Regions from separate parts of the Mus musculus genome. Here all the other regions are linked to region 1. Evidence: chromatin contacts called from public Hi-C data. All regions are on one chromosome and are shown on one strand. Each heading gives the region's core, a stretch centred on a gene start, on an enhancer-like site or on the middle of the called end of the contact. The rest is flanking DNA. Distances are from core to core; before and after follow the strand shown.

The links. A called contact is a pair of places that touch in the nucleus more often than the background predicts.
Region 2: a Hi-C map of the N1E-115 cell line shows a contact between it and region 1, with 25 times the contacts expected there. The contact joins two enhancer-like sites. A contact is called at or near these places in 2 of 39 promoter capture datasets (the 3T3-L1 cell line and hippocampal neurons), 1 of 15 datasets of contacts at CTCF or cohesin (large pre-B cells), 3 of 484 Hi-C or Micro-C datasets (the HPC-7 cell line, the N1E-115 cell line and nephron progenitors) and 1 of 115 datasets of contacts at active chromatin or transcription factors (T-cell acute lymphoblastic leukemia).
Region 3: a contact with region 1 is called in a Hi-C map of the N1E-115 cell line, with 4 times the contacts expected there. The contact joins two enhancer-like sites. A contact is called at or near these places in 9 of 484 Hi-C or Micro-C datasets (B cells, the HPC-7 cell line, the N1E-115 cell line and 5 more), 2 of 115 datasets of contacts at active chromatin or transcription factors (bone marrow-derived dendritic cells and large pre-B cells) and 1 of 9 other capture datasets (embryonic stem cells).
Region 4: a Hi-C map of the N1E-115 cell line shows a contact between it and region 1, with 10 times the contacts expected there. The contact joins two enhancer-like sites. A contact is called at or near these places in 1 of 15 datasets of contacts at CTCF or cohesin (pro-B cells), 20 of 484 Hi-C or Micro-C datasets (B cells, the Ba/F3 cell line, the G1E-ER4 cell line and 14 more) and 1 of 115 datasets of contacts at active chromatin or transcription factors (embryonic fibroblasts).

What each region holds. Positions count from the first base shown.
Region 1 is chr1:81,298,549-81,302,013 of GRCm38.p6, reverse strand. All of the region lies in intron 6 of Nyap2 (neuronal tyrosine-phophorylated phosphoinositide 3-kinase adaptor 2), which reads right to left. Among named protein-coding and RNA genes, the nearest start is that of Nyap2, 220 kb to the right of the region's middle. Within about 2 kb of position 1,698, at least 19 of the 459 cell types and tissues checked have an H3K27ac peak or open chromatin away from gene starts, as enhancers often do. A contact at or near this core is called in the N1E-115 cell line, where this site is marked.
Region 2 is chr1:80,407,116-80,410,580 of GRCm38.p6, reverse strand. No RefSeq gene overlaps it. Among named protein-coding and RNA genes, the nearest start is that of Gm38673, 19 kb to the left of the region's middle. Within about 2 kb of position 1,855, at least 32 of the 459 cell types and tissues checked have an H3K27ac peak or open chromatin away from gene starts, as enhancers often do. A contact at or near this core is called in the N1E-115 cell line, where this site is marked.
Region 3 is chr1:80,604,800-80,608,264 of GRCm38.p6, reverse strand. It overlaps Dock10 (dedicator of cytokinesis 10), which reads left to right. Exons shown (of 56, transcript NM_175291.4): 5 at 1,640-1,712; 6 at 1,978-2,100; 7 at 2,340-2,474. Among named protein-coding and RNA genes, the nearest start is that of Dock10, 150 kb to the left of the region's middle. Within about 2 kb of position 1,849, at least 38 of the 459 cell types and tissues checked have an H3K27ac peak or open chromatin away from gene starts, as enhancers often do. A contact at or near this core is called in the N1E-115 cell line, where this site is marked.
Region 4 is chr1:80,721,248-80,724,712 of GRCm38.p6, reverse strand. The region is part of intron 1 of Dock10 (dedicator of cytokinesis 10); the gene reads left to right. Among named protein-coding and RNA genes, the nearest start is that of Dock10, 36 kb to the left of the region's middle. Within about 2 kb of position 1,857, at least 29 of the 459 cell types and tissues checked have an H3K27ac peak or open chromatin away from gene starts, as enhancers often do. A contact at or near this core is called in the N1E-115 cell line, where this site is marked.

The DNA.
Region 1 (3,465 bases), core at 449-2,948:
GCACACAAGGGGCGTTGGATACAGTTGCTCATTTTCCTCACTCAGGAGGTGTGTTTACAAGTAAGACTTTAAAAGCAACCCTGCCTTTGAAGAGCTGGTTGTACTATACATTTCGGTTGCTAGGGGGAGCCATGTATCCACTTTATTTGTTAAAGTTCTCCAAGCAGTGTGGGGCAGGCTTGTTGAAGCCCCATTGGTTTCTGTTGTTAAAGGTGTATTCCACAGAGTGCATGCTGGTGTTTAAAGAAAACAATGTATTTGAATCAGTGATACATCTTAAAGCATATGCTGACCATTCTGACCATAGCATCTTCTTTCTCCTAACCACAAAAGTTGATAGCATCCTAGATAGCTGTAGAATTTCCATTGCATTCATTTGTCATTTAATCTAGATAGGACAATAAATAACAGTAGATGACAGGGGAGCTGAAATGACACTGGTAGTCAGTTTCCACTTACATTTTATCCAAACCACACATGATAAATACAGGACAAGAAAAAGTCACTACCCTAGCAAATTCTGAGTGTTTAATTTCTCACAGGATTACATAGGAATACTGGGGTGAACTAAGTCACCCATCTGCATCCAACTTCTTTGTTACATCAGTGGCCAGAAGTCTCCTCTCAAAATTTTCCAGCAATCCGAAAAATTTGAGTATTTGAGAGAGTAAAATGATGTATGGCAAGAAGAGAAAGAATAAATATTATCCCTAATCCTTTTCATATATAAAAATACATTTATATTTAGTACACAATAATATTATATCAGTTATAATAATATAATTGATATTTTAAATTTGAAATTATATATAATTTATATAATATACTTATATAATATAAATGTATATTATTTTTATATAATATGAATCATATATTTATAATCACACTGATTCTCAACAATACTATTAAACAAATAATACTTCCCATACTCTACAGATAAAAAAACAGGCTCCCTGGAAAAAAGAAGAGTGACGCATTTAAGCGTTTCAGTTCATAACTTCTAGCATCCCATAAGCAAGACACGCTGGACAGCTTGTGTCAGCCAGCTCACACTGGCATTCTCTCTTGCCACATGGGGGAGTAAGAGCACCTGTTTGATATAGAACAGAACAGAAAGGCTCCACCCATGTCCTTGTACATCCTACAGGCAAGAAGCAGAGATAACAATAAACAGCATGGGATCGTCACTGTGAAAACTTCACCTCAGATCCTCCCATAACATCTGTGCCTTTCACACACTAAAGAATATTCTTCAGCTACTTTATAATTTTTCCATTGCCTTAGTTTTGACTTCTGATGATAAGGGTATAAAGGACACATCCAGGTACAGAGAACTAGCAGCTAGCAGACACCCTCAGAGTCCTTTGACCTAAGTGCCACCCCATGGGTTTGAATCTTCTTAGACGGAGTTGTAAATTGCATCAATCTGCCTCATTCCTGGTAGCGATGGAGATGGATAATAAGTGTGTTGGGGACAGGTATGAGTTTGTAGTTTCTGCTCAGTAGCAGATTTCTTGAGATGCTTGTTATGAGACTGTTAAACTTAAAAAGTGGCCTCTAAATATCTGGTCCTTAAAGCATAATGACCATACAAATCTAAATAATATGCTAAAATATCCTGTGACACCAATGTTTATAAAATGTAATCAGAATTCCTGCATGAACATAGAAATCAAATAATTCCAACATTTCAACATCCAGCTGGCATTGAAAAGTAATCTTTCACATATTTAAATCTGACTTTAATTAAATACAATAGAATGCCTTACAGAAAACTCAAGCCTTGCATGTTTTTTAACCAATAAGACAGAAGTATTGAGAGCACATAGAAAGTATTGGGGATTTTCATACTTGCGTTATACTAATGCAACATCGTTATAATGTATAGCTATAGGTTAATTTAGTCACCGGTAGTCTTATTACTAACATTAATTTATTCCATATTTCACAAAGCTAGATACAATCTTCAACAAATTTCATGGAAATAAATGTTATTTATGGAAAATAGGCTTTGCAAATACAATTTATTTTTCAGCTGGAAATTAGTTCACGAGAAATAATTCCCCAACGTGAGCTGACTTTGTGTAATGATCTTTGTGGTTGTTTTGATGTCCCTCTTTTGGGGCTTTTCTGTAATGAATGCATGCTGGGCTGACCTCAAGGCATACTAACATGAATGGCAGATGCTACTGGCCAAATCTCTGGCATGGCTTACAGGGATCTCTTCTGTGGGGAAGCTCGGTGTTCAGTAAGAGGTCAGCCTGGGGCGGAGAGCCGCCTGCTCTGGTTTGGTCATTCCTCTGCTTCCATATTAGATAACCTTAAATGCACAACGGAGCCAGCTAAGTAACCACACCAGTGTGCTCTAGAGAGTTTCCTAATTTTGTGTTGGAAGAGATTAATTTCGATATCACACTCTTTAACAGTTTTTCAATATTTGAGAGACGGTAGAGAAAGGGTCATTTTGTCACTGTGACTAAGAGGCAAGTATGCCCTGTCAACTTATTCTGTGATCCTTGAAGTAGTTAGGATGGCTACATTTACATACAAAGGCCTTTGGTAATTTAAATTAAGAAATCCTAAATGGCACTTGAGATGCACCTGAGAGAGACAAGTGCTTGCAGATATTCATTCACCCAGAAATTAAAGACTGTGCATAGTTTAGTAGGGCAAAAATACTAAGACGCACAATGTTTCTCATTACAAAATGCAGTTATTCTGCTTCGTTATGGTTTTAAAACCTCCTGACATTTACCATATTGATGAGTGTGCACTTGGATGATCAGTGCTGGACAGTTTCCTAGATCTTGTCATTGGTTGTATAACATCCTGTTTCAGTCGAGCATCATAGAGGGAGACACAAGAGCCGGAAAGTGGAACAACTGTTCTAAAATCCTATCATCCCGCTTAACACCCATAATACCTCATGGCAACAATAACGAAACTTCACCAATTAAGTTAAGGTATTTGGTTCCTATTGGTTGAGTTACAAAATGATATTTACATAGTAGTGGTTTTCCTTGTCCTAAATTCCCATTCAGAGCCATGCACCCAAATGAACATTGAAACAACATAGTATACTATAAAGGAATAAATGGTAGTTTAGCTTATGCCTTTATTTCTTATCTCTTTTCTCCAAGTGATAATGAAGATCTCATTTGCCATGCACAGACGCTTACATTCTCTTTTCTGAGAATATTTCTGATATTGTTGGCTTAAGAGAGAGAAATGCCATTTATTTATAAGCTTGCCTTATTAATCTACAGCTGTTCGTAAATATCTAAATTATCTGGTTGGCTAATTTGTCTCTATGGCCTAAGAATGAATAAAGACTAGCTGCCACATTCAATTCAAGGAGTCAATAGATAGATGAATATTTATAAGAACATCAACACTGACATTGTCTTACAATCATGCTTGAAGCTAAATAAAAATTTAAGTAAATTACCACAAATATTACAGTAT
Region 2 (3,465 bases), core at 606-3,105, 890 kb after region 1:
TTTCCATGGTGCAGGAAGGCAGCTCAGTTGGTAAAAATGTCTGCTGTGCAAACATAAGAATTTCAATCCCCAGCCCTCAATGTAAGAAACAAAAGCTGGGTGTATGCCTCTCCCCCCACTGAGGATGTGAAGAAGGCAAATCTCTGAGTCTCATTGGCCACCCAAGCCAGCTGAACTGAGATCAGCTGCAAGTTCAAAGAGACCTTGTATTTAAAAAACAAAGAAGGAAGGAAGGAGAAGGAAAATATGGCCCTACCTTAACCCCATGCCTCTGCACAAATGAGCACACTCCTTTGTACATGTTCTACACTCAATACAGAGAGATAGACAGAGAGCAGAACACACACACACACACGTTTATCAGTTCAGGCTAGTAATCATTTTCAGTGTCCTTTAGACACTTAGACACTTTAGACAGAGACATTTTCAAAACATTTTTAAATGATACCTTCCTTTATTAATACAACCCTTAGGGAATATAAAGTAGGTAATATTTACTGACATGCTATTTAAGTTGCAGGAAAATCTAGTCCTCAAAAGAATAATCTCTGGCCAGGATCCTCGATAAGACTTTTCCATACATCTTGTTCAGGTTAAATCAGTAGCCCAATGTTTCTGTGCTTTGTCAAAAAAAGACTTTTTTTTTTTTTTTCTGGTCGTGTAGGTCTGTATCTAAGGGCTTCATCTTACAAGTCAATTCCACATCCTGCCTTGAAGCTCTCTGCTTTGCACTTCCCCGATGCTATAAGTCTTGTTTACTGATTTTGTGCCTGACTGGGAGAATTTATGGTCTGGGAAGAATTGCAGCCAGGGCTCAATCAGCAATTCATCTTCAGCTCACTTTGAACGACTTACCAAAAAAAAAAAAAAAAAAAAAAAAAAAAAAAAACCATTCAGAAGTATGGCATCTTAAAACAAATGTGGGGTTTTTTTTTTTCTCCTTTTGAATGCAGTTTTCCCACATGCTAATAGTAACAGAGAACTGAGTGTTATTGCCTACAGAGTCCTACCATGTACCCATTTCTAAGTTGTTAGGGCTTTGTTTAGCCTTAGAGACGACAGAACAGCATCACCAGAAGCTTGCTATTATGGACGTAAATCATATGACTCTAAAAGCGAGTGTCTGTAGCTTGTGCCATAAATGCTAACATGAATACACTAGAATCTGTCTGGTCAAAGTGGATATGTATCTTTGATGTGTATGTGTGTTTCATAATGAGAGCTATTTTGAGCGAAGACATTTTGTTTAGATTTGGATGTTGTGTTTACCCTGCTTAGTTAGGCCTTCTTCGCAAATGTTTATTAAATCTTCAAAAAGATACAGGTCTCTGTCTAAATCCCTCTAGACTTATCTTTCACACCTTTAGTCATATAGTTTATTAATTGTAGCACATTCCTGGACAAATAGTATAAGGTAGAAATCTAAGCAAAATTTAGTGGCCCTGATATTTCCATACATTCTAGTCTTGACAAATGAACCGAATTATAAAGATGATGTTTAAATAGTTACTCTTGTCGCCATGACAGAGTCGAAGAAATGTGCCACCTCTTGCTAATTAACTGTTGTTTCTTTTGTTTAGTGATTTTTAATTTCCTGCTTATGAAAGGGATTTGTCATTAAAGATCCACTGCTTTATTCAATTAGTGTGATGAGAAAGCCTCAGAAGGGAGGCAAACTGGATTGTCTAATTACCTAAATTGTGCTAATTAGCCCCACGTGGTAAAGCCTTCCACCCTTTGCAAACCTTGAATTCGTGGCCTCTCAAATTAGCAAGTTGCTTTCAGTTGCAAGGTCCTCATGAAGGAGATTGGCATCTTGCCCACATCCTCCTGGGTTCACAATGATGCTGTTAATGTGACCTCTAGAGGGCGATCCTTCCTAATTTTCATAGGCTCTGGCTCCAGAGGCAGGGGCTGGAGGGCTCACTCAGTTTCAAACTAGGCAAGATCCCCTGTGAGGACCACAAAACAGGAAAAGTCACTAAGGCTTCCAAGCTCCCTGTGGCACATCAAGAACTCGTTTTTCACTTCTCAAACCATCCTCTCCCTTCATTGATGTAGTGATCCAGTGAAGTACCATCCACCTGTGTACTGAACCAGGCCATCTTTCGCATGCTACTTTATTTCTTAATATTCCATGTGGACATAGAAATTCAGTATGTGTCCCATCTTCCTCGCTTTTACTTGGTTTTGTTTTCTTACACATAGATTTTACTGCACAAAATAAATAAATAAATCGTTACTAGTAACCAATATGTCAACTAAGAAATGCTGGCTAGCCATGTACTGTGACAATGCACTATATATATATATATATATATATAGTATATAACTGCTGAGAGGCTCTGCCAGTGCCTGACAAATACAGAAGTGGATGCTCACAGTCATCCATTGGACAGAGCACTGGGTCCCTAATGAAGGACCTAGAGAAAGTACCCAAGGAGCTGAAGGGGTTTGCAGCCCCATAGGAGAACCAACAATATGAACTAACCAGTACCCCCAGAGCTCCCTGGGACTAAACCATCAACCAAAGAAAACACATGGTACTCTAGCTGCATGTGTAGCAGAGGATGGCCTAGTCGGTCATCAATGGGAGGAGAGGCCCTTGGTCCTGTGAAGGCTCTATGCCCCAATATAGGGGAATGCCAGGGGCAGGAGTGGAAGTGGGTGGGTTGGGGAGCAGGGGAAGGGGAAGAGGATGGGGAATTTTCGGAGGGGAAACTAGGAAAAGGGATAACGTTTGAAATGTAAATAAAGAAAATAATAATTTTTTTTAAAAAAAGGAATTAAACTCCCCCAAATCATTTTCCAAGGAACTTAATTCTCCTTGATAAAAACAGAATTGAACCTCCAAGTTTTAAGATGCTTATCTGAGATTTAGTTGCAGATCCATGCCCAGTCTAGAATTCCACCACTAGCCTCTGCAAATATTACAAGGACTCACATCCCCTGAGCCCTTCCCATGTGCCAGGAACCACCCGGTGCCTCTCCTGGTATCATTTAATGTAGGTGTATCTTTGGTATGTGCGAGTTCCAGACAACGACTAAGCAATGTGTCCACTCATTTTACAAATGATGACTTTGGTGCTCAGAGATATTAACTGGCCCTGCATTACACTGCTGTAGGTTTAAGTAGAACGGAAGCTACCCTTCCCTACCCAGTCTGTTTTCTTGCCCACTGCTTCTTCATCCATCTGTAAAACCTCCTTAAATGTCCACATCTTATACATTTTAAGTATTTGTTGTCCTTTTTGGTTTTCAAGGATAGTTAAGAGAATTCAGATAAATCTCAGGAAAAGAAGAAGAAGAATAGATTGTTTCAGCCTCTTCACCTCACAGCAAAGCAGACTCGGGTGGCTTGAAATTTTCTAAACCTTGATTGCAGAAGAGGTATTGAATATGTATAAATTGTACCTTCTGGGATTAGATCGCCTACCCTGAAATTTCAGAGCCCTCACCAACACC
Region 3 (3,465 bases), core at 600-3,099, 690 kb after region 1:
ATATCCTGTGCGAATGCACAGGATGAACTTAAGTAGAAGGAGCCTTTATCCCTCTCCCTTTCTTTTCAGAACACTGTTAGCTCAGGAAGGGATCTATGATGGGATTAACAAATTCACCTCTGGTTTCCTTTTCTCATAGACTGACTCAGATTCTACATGACATGTCATCTGAAAACATTAAATGGGATGTCTGCACATGAGAGACTTTTATGCCTTAATAGGTGGCAAAGGGCTGACCATCAAAGAAAGCTTAAACTTTGAGTGGAGAGTCTGGCTTCTGCCAGCCATTCATTATGAGACAGACTTGAGTCAAGAAAACTTACTTCAAACTTATTTTATCTTCACATATAAAGCCTATGTGTGCCTTCTTGCTTCTCTGGGATGTCTGATCATGCCACAGCCAAATCGGATATTTCTGTGATGCCAAAGGGTGCACACAGCATACATTACTCTATTTGAGTGGGCTTCTGAGGAGCTACCACACGGGCATGACAGAACCTGAGAGCCAAAACATAGCCTGCCTCTGGAGAATCAAGTCCATTCATGCCTGAGGCTGCTTGTGCAATCATCCAGTGACATTGGATATGTCACATACTGGTGACCCAGAAACGCTCACAAAAGTGTCATTGCTTAGTAACCTGCTTCAGAATGCAGGGGGGGGGGCAAAACACTACGACTTATATCCATCCTCTTTGCTCTCTCATTCAATACAAAAAGATATGTACACATCTACATCAGTTTATAACTCCTCCAGATATAAGATACAATTTGCTAAACACATAAAACTCAAGAAGAATGAAGACTGAAGTGTGGACACTATGCCCCTCCTTAGAATTGGGAACAAAACACCCTTGGAAGGAGTTACAGAGACAGAGTTTGGAACTGTGATGAAAGGATGGACCATGTAGAGACTGCCATATCCAGGGATCCACCCCATAATCAGCTTCCAAATGCTGACACCATTGCATACACTAGCAAGATTTTGCTGAAAGGACCCAGATATAGCTGTCTCTTGTGAGACTATGCCGGGGCCTAGCAAACACAGAAGTGGATGCTCACAGTCAGCTAGTGGATGGATCACAGGGCTCCCAATGGAGGAGCTAGAGAAAGTATCCAAGGAGCTAAAGGGATCTGCAACCCTATAGGTGGAACAACAATATGAACTAACCAGTACCCCGGAGCTCTTAACTCTAGCTGCATATGTATCAAAAGATGGCCTAGTCGGCCATCACTGGAAAGAGAGGCCCATTGGACTTGCAAACTTTATATGCCCCAGTACAGGGGAACGCCAGGGCCAAAAAAATGGGAATGGGTGGGTAGGGAAGTGGGGGTGGGGGAGGGTATGGGGGACTTTTGGGATAGCATTGGAAATGTAATTGAGGAAAATACGTAATAAAAAAAATAACTCCTCCATTTAAAATGTGCACTTAGTAGAGATAAGATACAAGGTCCTAAAGGGAAAGTTAACACTTCCCAGAGAAAAAGAACCCCCAGATATTAAGGTTGCAAAGCTTACAAAACCTGAAACAATGTTAATGGAATCGGTGTGATCTTGGGAATGGAAGAAAACAGAAGCAAGATAATCAAATGACAAAATAGACTTTTTTTCTCTCTCTCTTTCTTCTTTTTTAAATATCAGAGCAGAACACAAGCCAGAGAAACTTCCTTCACATTCCTTTGAGGTTGACCATGAAGATGCTGATAAGGATGAAGTAAGTGGCTGTTGCAAGGGACAGGTTAAAGCATGGGGGCAATTAGTTCCTGGCTGCACTGGCTTCTTTGTAATCTCTTTCTAGTGAGCAGCAGGAGCCGGTTGTGTTGGGGCTTTTAGGCAAAATGAATCATGTTTGTTTTGACAGGGAACACGATTATTACGGATGAGTCAAGGAGGAAAAGAAGTCTCCTTTTTAAGTGCAGTGTCTAAGATCTGGGCTCCGCAAGGCTTGGCTGCCTTGCTAATGATGACTTTTGTTTCAGGATACCACATCCCACTCATCATCCAAGGGCGGTGGGGGAGCTGGAGGTACTGGTGTGTTCAAGTCTGGCTGGCTTTACAAGGGGAATTTTAACAGCACTGTGAACAATACTGTCACTGTTCGGGTAAGGACACTTCAAAACCAATCCCGGATCTTCCACCTTTCTGTATATCCCTTCTCAAGGCACAGCATGGAGAAAAGCCATTTGCATGAAATTTATGTTTTCTCTAATATTTTAATTATACAGAAGTCAGAGCCTCTGCTCTAAATGCAATGCTCTGCTGATAAAATTAATCTGAAGCCTTGTCATTTCCATGAGTAACAGTGTAACACAATTCAAACTCTCTCCTATCTTCTCTTTAGTCATTCAAAAAGCGCTACTTCCAGCTGACTCAGTTGCCTGATAACTCCTACATTATGAACTTTTACAAAGATGAAAAGATATCCAAAGAGCCCAAGGGCTGCATCTTTTTGGATTCCTGCACAGGTGTAGTACAGGTGAGTGAAAAATCATCTTCCCCATGGTGGTTATATTTTTGTTGCATGATACATGTAGTAAACACTTAGAATATATCTTGTAAGTCAAGAGCTGTTCTAGCCTCTGGGAACTTGCTGAGAAACACATAGTCTAGATCCATACTTCCACAAAAGTAAGTTTTAGTAAAGAGAAGAGAAAGAAAGAAAGAAAGAAAGAAAGAAAGAGAGAGAGAGAGAGAGAGAGAGAGAGAGAGAAAGAAAGAAAGAAAGAGAGAGAAGGAAAGAAAGAAAGAAAGAAAGAAAGAAAGAAAGAAAGAAAGAAAGAAGGAAAGAAAGAAAGAAAGAAAGAAAGAGAGAGAGAAGGAGAGAGAGAAGCAAAGAATCAAATGAACAGTGGAATCAATTGTTTTGTTTTGTTTTTTTCACTGAAAAGCAACAAAAAGAGGTGAGCAGAAGGTCAGACAAGATGTACGCTGTGGTATTTGGATGTGAATGGAATATTGATATTTGAAAGGGGGCATTTTTGAAAGGATGCAAAAATAATTAAAACAAAAAGAGACTCAAAGATCTATGGAAGAAAGGGTATGTGGGAGCAGTAAGCCCTGAGTCCTGAGGTCTAAACAAGACTGAGCTATTTCCTCAAGCACAAGAAGAAAATGACCCTTACCCCATCTACAGCCTAGAAAACCACTGAACTAATGAAATTCATGAGGGAGACATGGCAGTCACATAGCTTGGTGTATATACTTTACAAACCATCTTCCCTTTATTACCAGGTAATAAGTTCCACTTATACACACATCATCTGTCTTTGAAGTGGAGATTTTCTTTACAGTCACAGATTCCTTTGAGTGCCAAGAGTTTACAGACAAGACTATTCTGGAAACTCCTGACCTTCAAATTATTGTTCTTAATATTGCATGTGGCAAGCAGAAGAAGAAGAATTTTGTGGTTATCTCCCAGTTCATGGACATTGGATGCCCTTTCTTTAAAAATCAAACAAACAAACAAA
Region 4 (3,465 bases), core at 608-3,107, 580 kb after region 1:
GCAGGAATGTGAGGTCTCAGCTTTCAGTTCCCTTCCAAATCTACTGTAATTTACTCTCCTTTCTAAAATTACTTTCATGAGATGCTTTGATTGATTTGAGACTCTTTTTATGTTTAACTTAATGTTCATCCTCCGTTGTATTATTGCCCAGCATGAGTAAAGACGATTATACTTATGATTAGAGGAATAAAACAGGCCCGTTGGGGGCCAAGTATAGAACAGTCTTATCCCTTAGTTGAGAAGCTAGGCCACACATGAATGAAATTGCTGATGTATAGACTCTAATGGCTCTTTTAATGCAAACAAAAATTGATTCTCAAGGCAGAAAGTTGCAGGATGAAGCTGCCCTGAAACTCTGCCTCAGCACACATTCAGCATTCTTGCTTCCCTGTTAGGTAAACAGATGCTTTGCAGACTGGGAAGCCAACCTGTGGCCTTGTCATTGGAACACAGGGGGAGTAAGGAAAACTATCAGTTAGAACATGACCCTATTTTCCACACATGAATGCTTAGCTGCGCAGCTCTGGGAAGTTACCTCAAACTCTCTGAGCCTCAGCTTTCTCAACTTTGAGAATGCATGAGTTTCCTTGAGCTGCTAGTGCAGATGACTACCACGTGACTTGTAATATCTGAAATTTGCCTTGTCACAAGCCAAAGTCTGAAAGCAAAGCAGTAAGTCTATTCTATCTCTGGGGCAGGTCTGTGATGCCTCTCCCAGTATGTAGTAGCAGCACCAGATATTTGGGGACTGGACTATATGACTCTAGGGTCTGCCTACATCTTTTAAAGGCTTTTTGTTGTTGTTGTGTGTTTTTTTTTCTTCTGTCTCTTCACTCTCTGTCTCTTGCTCTGTGTGATCCAGCATGTCCTTACTTTCAGACCTATGGCTTCTCTCTAAATACCTGTGTTTTTGAAAACAGGACCCATTCTGTGTTCTAGAGATTTGAAGGTGGCATGTCTTGAGGGATAGGGTACCATTCAGCCTACTATAGTAATAACAATGTATTTGTGTTGCAGATTAAATAAGGGAGTGGGAGGATATTGGGAGCTTGAGAACTGCTAGTCATCATTTCATGATTATTAAGTATCTCTTAATATTGCCATTATGACACGTACTTTTGAGAGAACAGGCTGCATTCAACAGGAAGCTCTACTGTGACTCACAGAGAAGCATCTCTGAGACTCCGTTTGGAATGTTTGAAACAAAAGAAAGATGATGCTCTTTCCCCCATAGTTTATAAATCCTTGATCTGACTTTGACAGGGATTTTGGCTATGATGTAATCATCATGGTCATGTGGTCCTCACCATTGTGTCATCGTCTTTGCCATTGTCGTTGTTGTCAGTTGTTATCTGTCCACTTGGTGCAGACCACACGGATCTGGTCATTCCAATTCTTCAGTGAGTACTGAGAATCTAGGACAATCTTAACTCCTCCAGTCCAGGAAGCTGTGAGAAGCAGGGTCTGTCACTCCTCTCCATCTGTGGATATAAATGACTGACTGGCTGAGTGTCTGAACATCCTCCTGAGATATCGTGTAGCCATTTTCAGTGTAACCAGTAGCCTCTGAAACAATGTGTTTCAATATTCTCATTTGTTCAGGAGAACTGAAAAATTAATGAAATCCCTGCCAGGAAAATATTAATGATATGTCTGTCAATAATGGACACTCAGAAGTAGGAGAAGCTTTTTGTCTTAAACTCAGTATGATGCTTGATGCTGCATGCTGTAGCTGCCTTTATCAGCAGTGCAGTTAGGGACTAAGACCTGGATAAATGAGAACATGGGTAAATGGTGTTAGGGATAGCATTACTTCCTTCTTACAAGACAGCTCTTGAAGCGTCCTCTCTGCGTGGACACCAGGGGGCGATGCTTATGTGGAAAATGCCAGCAGAGTTACCTTCTAAGGCTGTTTGCTTCTGAAGCTTGAGCCTCTCGTCTTTAAAGAACTTATTATCTTCATTTTTCTACCCCATAACAGTTATCCAACACACATGGCCAACAGCAGATAGCTTCTTAGACACCACATCTAAACCTCTTGACTGAACTGACTGGCCCTCTATAGCCATGGTGGTCCAAAAGTTCTCTATCCTTCTTAGAATTCAAATGTTGCAATCTTAACACCAAAGCAGTGAAACCAGAAAGATCGAGGGAATGAGAGTCCAGTTGTTAGAGGGCAGCATAGTCCTTATCAATGGACTCAAGCCTGAGGCAGCTGTTTCCAGCAAATGAGAACTTGGATGTTAACATGTGTAACCTAGAAGGCAGATCCCTCTTCTGACTCTAAATCTACCAGTGACTTGGTCCAGGACTTCTCTATCCATTCAAAATATAAACAATCAGTTTATATTGAGTATGACACCCTGTTTGTGGTAGCTATGACAATTGGAATAGAATGAAATATTATCTCTCCACAGTTCAGTGATTAAAACTCTGAAGATAACTCCAGTGCCCATAAAAGTCCTCATCTGCCTGTTGTTTACATGAGATAGCATTAAACCATTTTCAGTAGGCGAGCTCTCCAATTAGCACATTTTGAAGCAAATGAACACAGCTGCTAGTGGTTGGCTTTTCTCCTTAGTAATAGCTTGAATTATCTATGCCTTTCTCAGAGAGGAAGGCATAGAGGCACTAGCTGGCACATCTCAGCCCCTTTATCCAGCCCTGATAATGACATGGACATCCTTGAGACACTGTGAACATGTTAAAAATTCTCTTGGCCTTCTGACAAGTGTGGCACGATAGCTGTCCGTGAATCAAGAACAGGAAATGCTCAGGATGATACCGTCACTTCTTCCAGTTTTGAAGTGTTCTCCTTGAAGTTTTTCATGAAGGACTTTGATAATAATTATGATTCTCCAAGGATTGTTCTGAACAAAGCATTTATTTCTAGATGCTAAGAGAACTTTAACATTCATGAATCTTCCTTTGAGTTTTTAAATGCCAGCAAGAGATGATTAGAAAATGCATCAATGAAACTGAAGTCAGTTTTCTATGATGTGCAAAACTTGTGGGGGGGGGGTGAGGGGGAGAGAGAGAGAGAGAGAGAGAGAGAGAGAGAGAGAGAAATGGATGATTTCAATGTTGTTTTACAGCTGAAAAGACATAGCTCTTGTGGCTTCAAAAGGCTCATCATAAGTCTTCCTTAGAGACACTGTGTTTTTGAACAAAAGGTGTATAAAATTGAAAGTCACATTCTTTTTGCCTTGACAATCCTCTTTGTTTCTATCTCAAGGTCACTTGTGAGTCTAACACTAATTGCTTTAGTGCCATGTGACATCAGACAGGATGCAGTCTGAAGGATGATCCAAGGGATGCTGTGATACTGCACACAATAATGCTCTCAACCCATGCTGAGCTTGTCTGAGCATTTGCTACGCAGTGCAATACAGTTTAGTGTCCACTGTTGGGTTCCGTAAAGTTGCAATTCTCAGTTGGGAAGCTGTGAAAGGCTGCTTCTTGAAA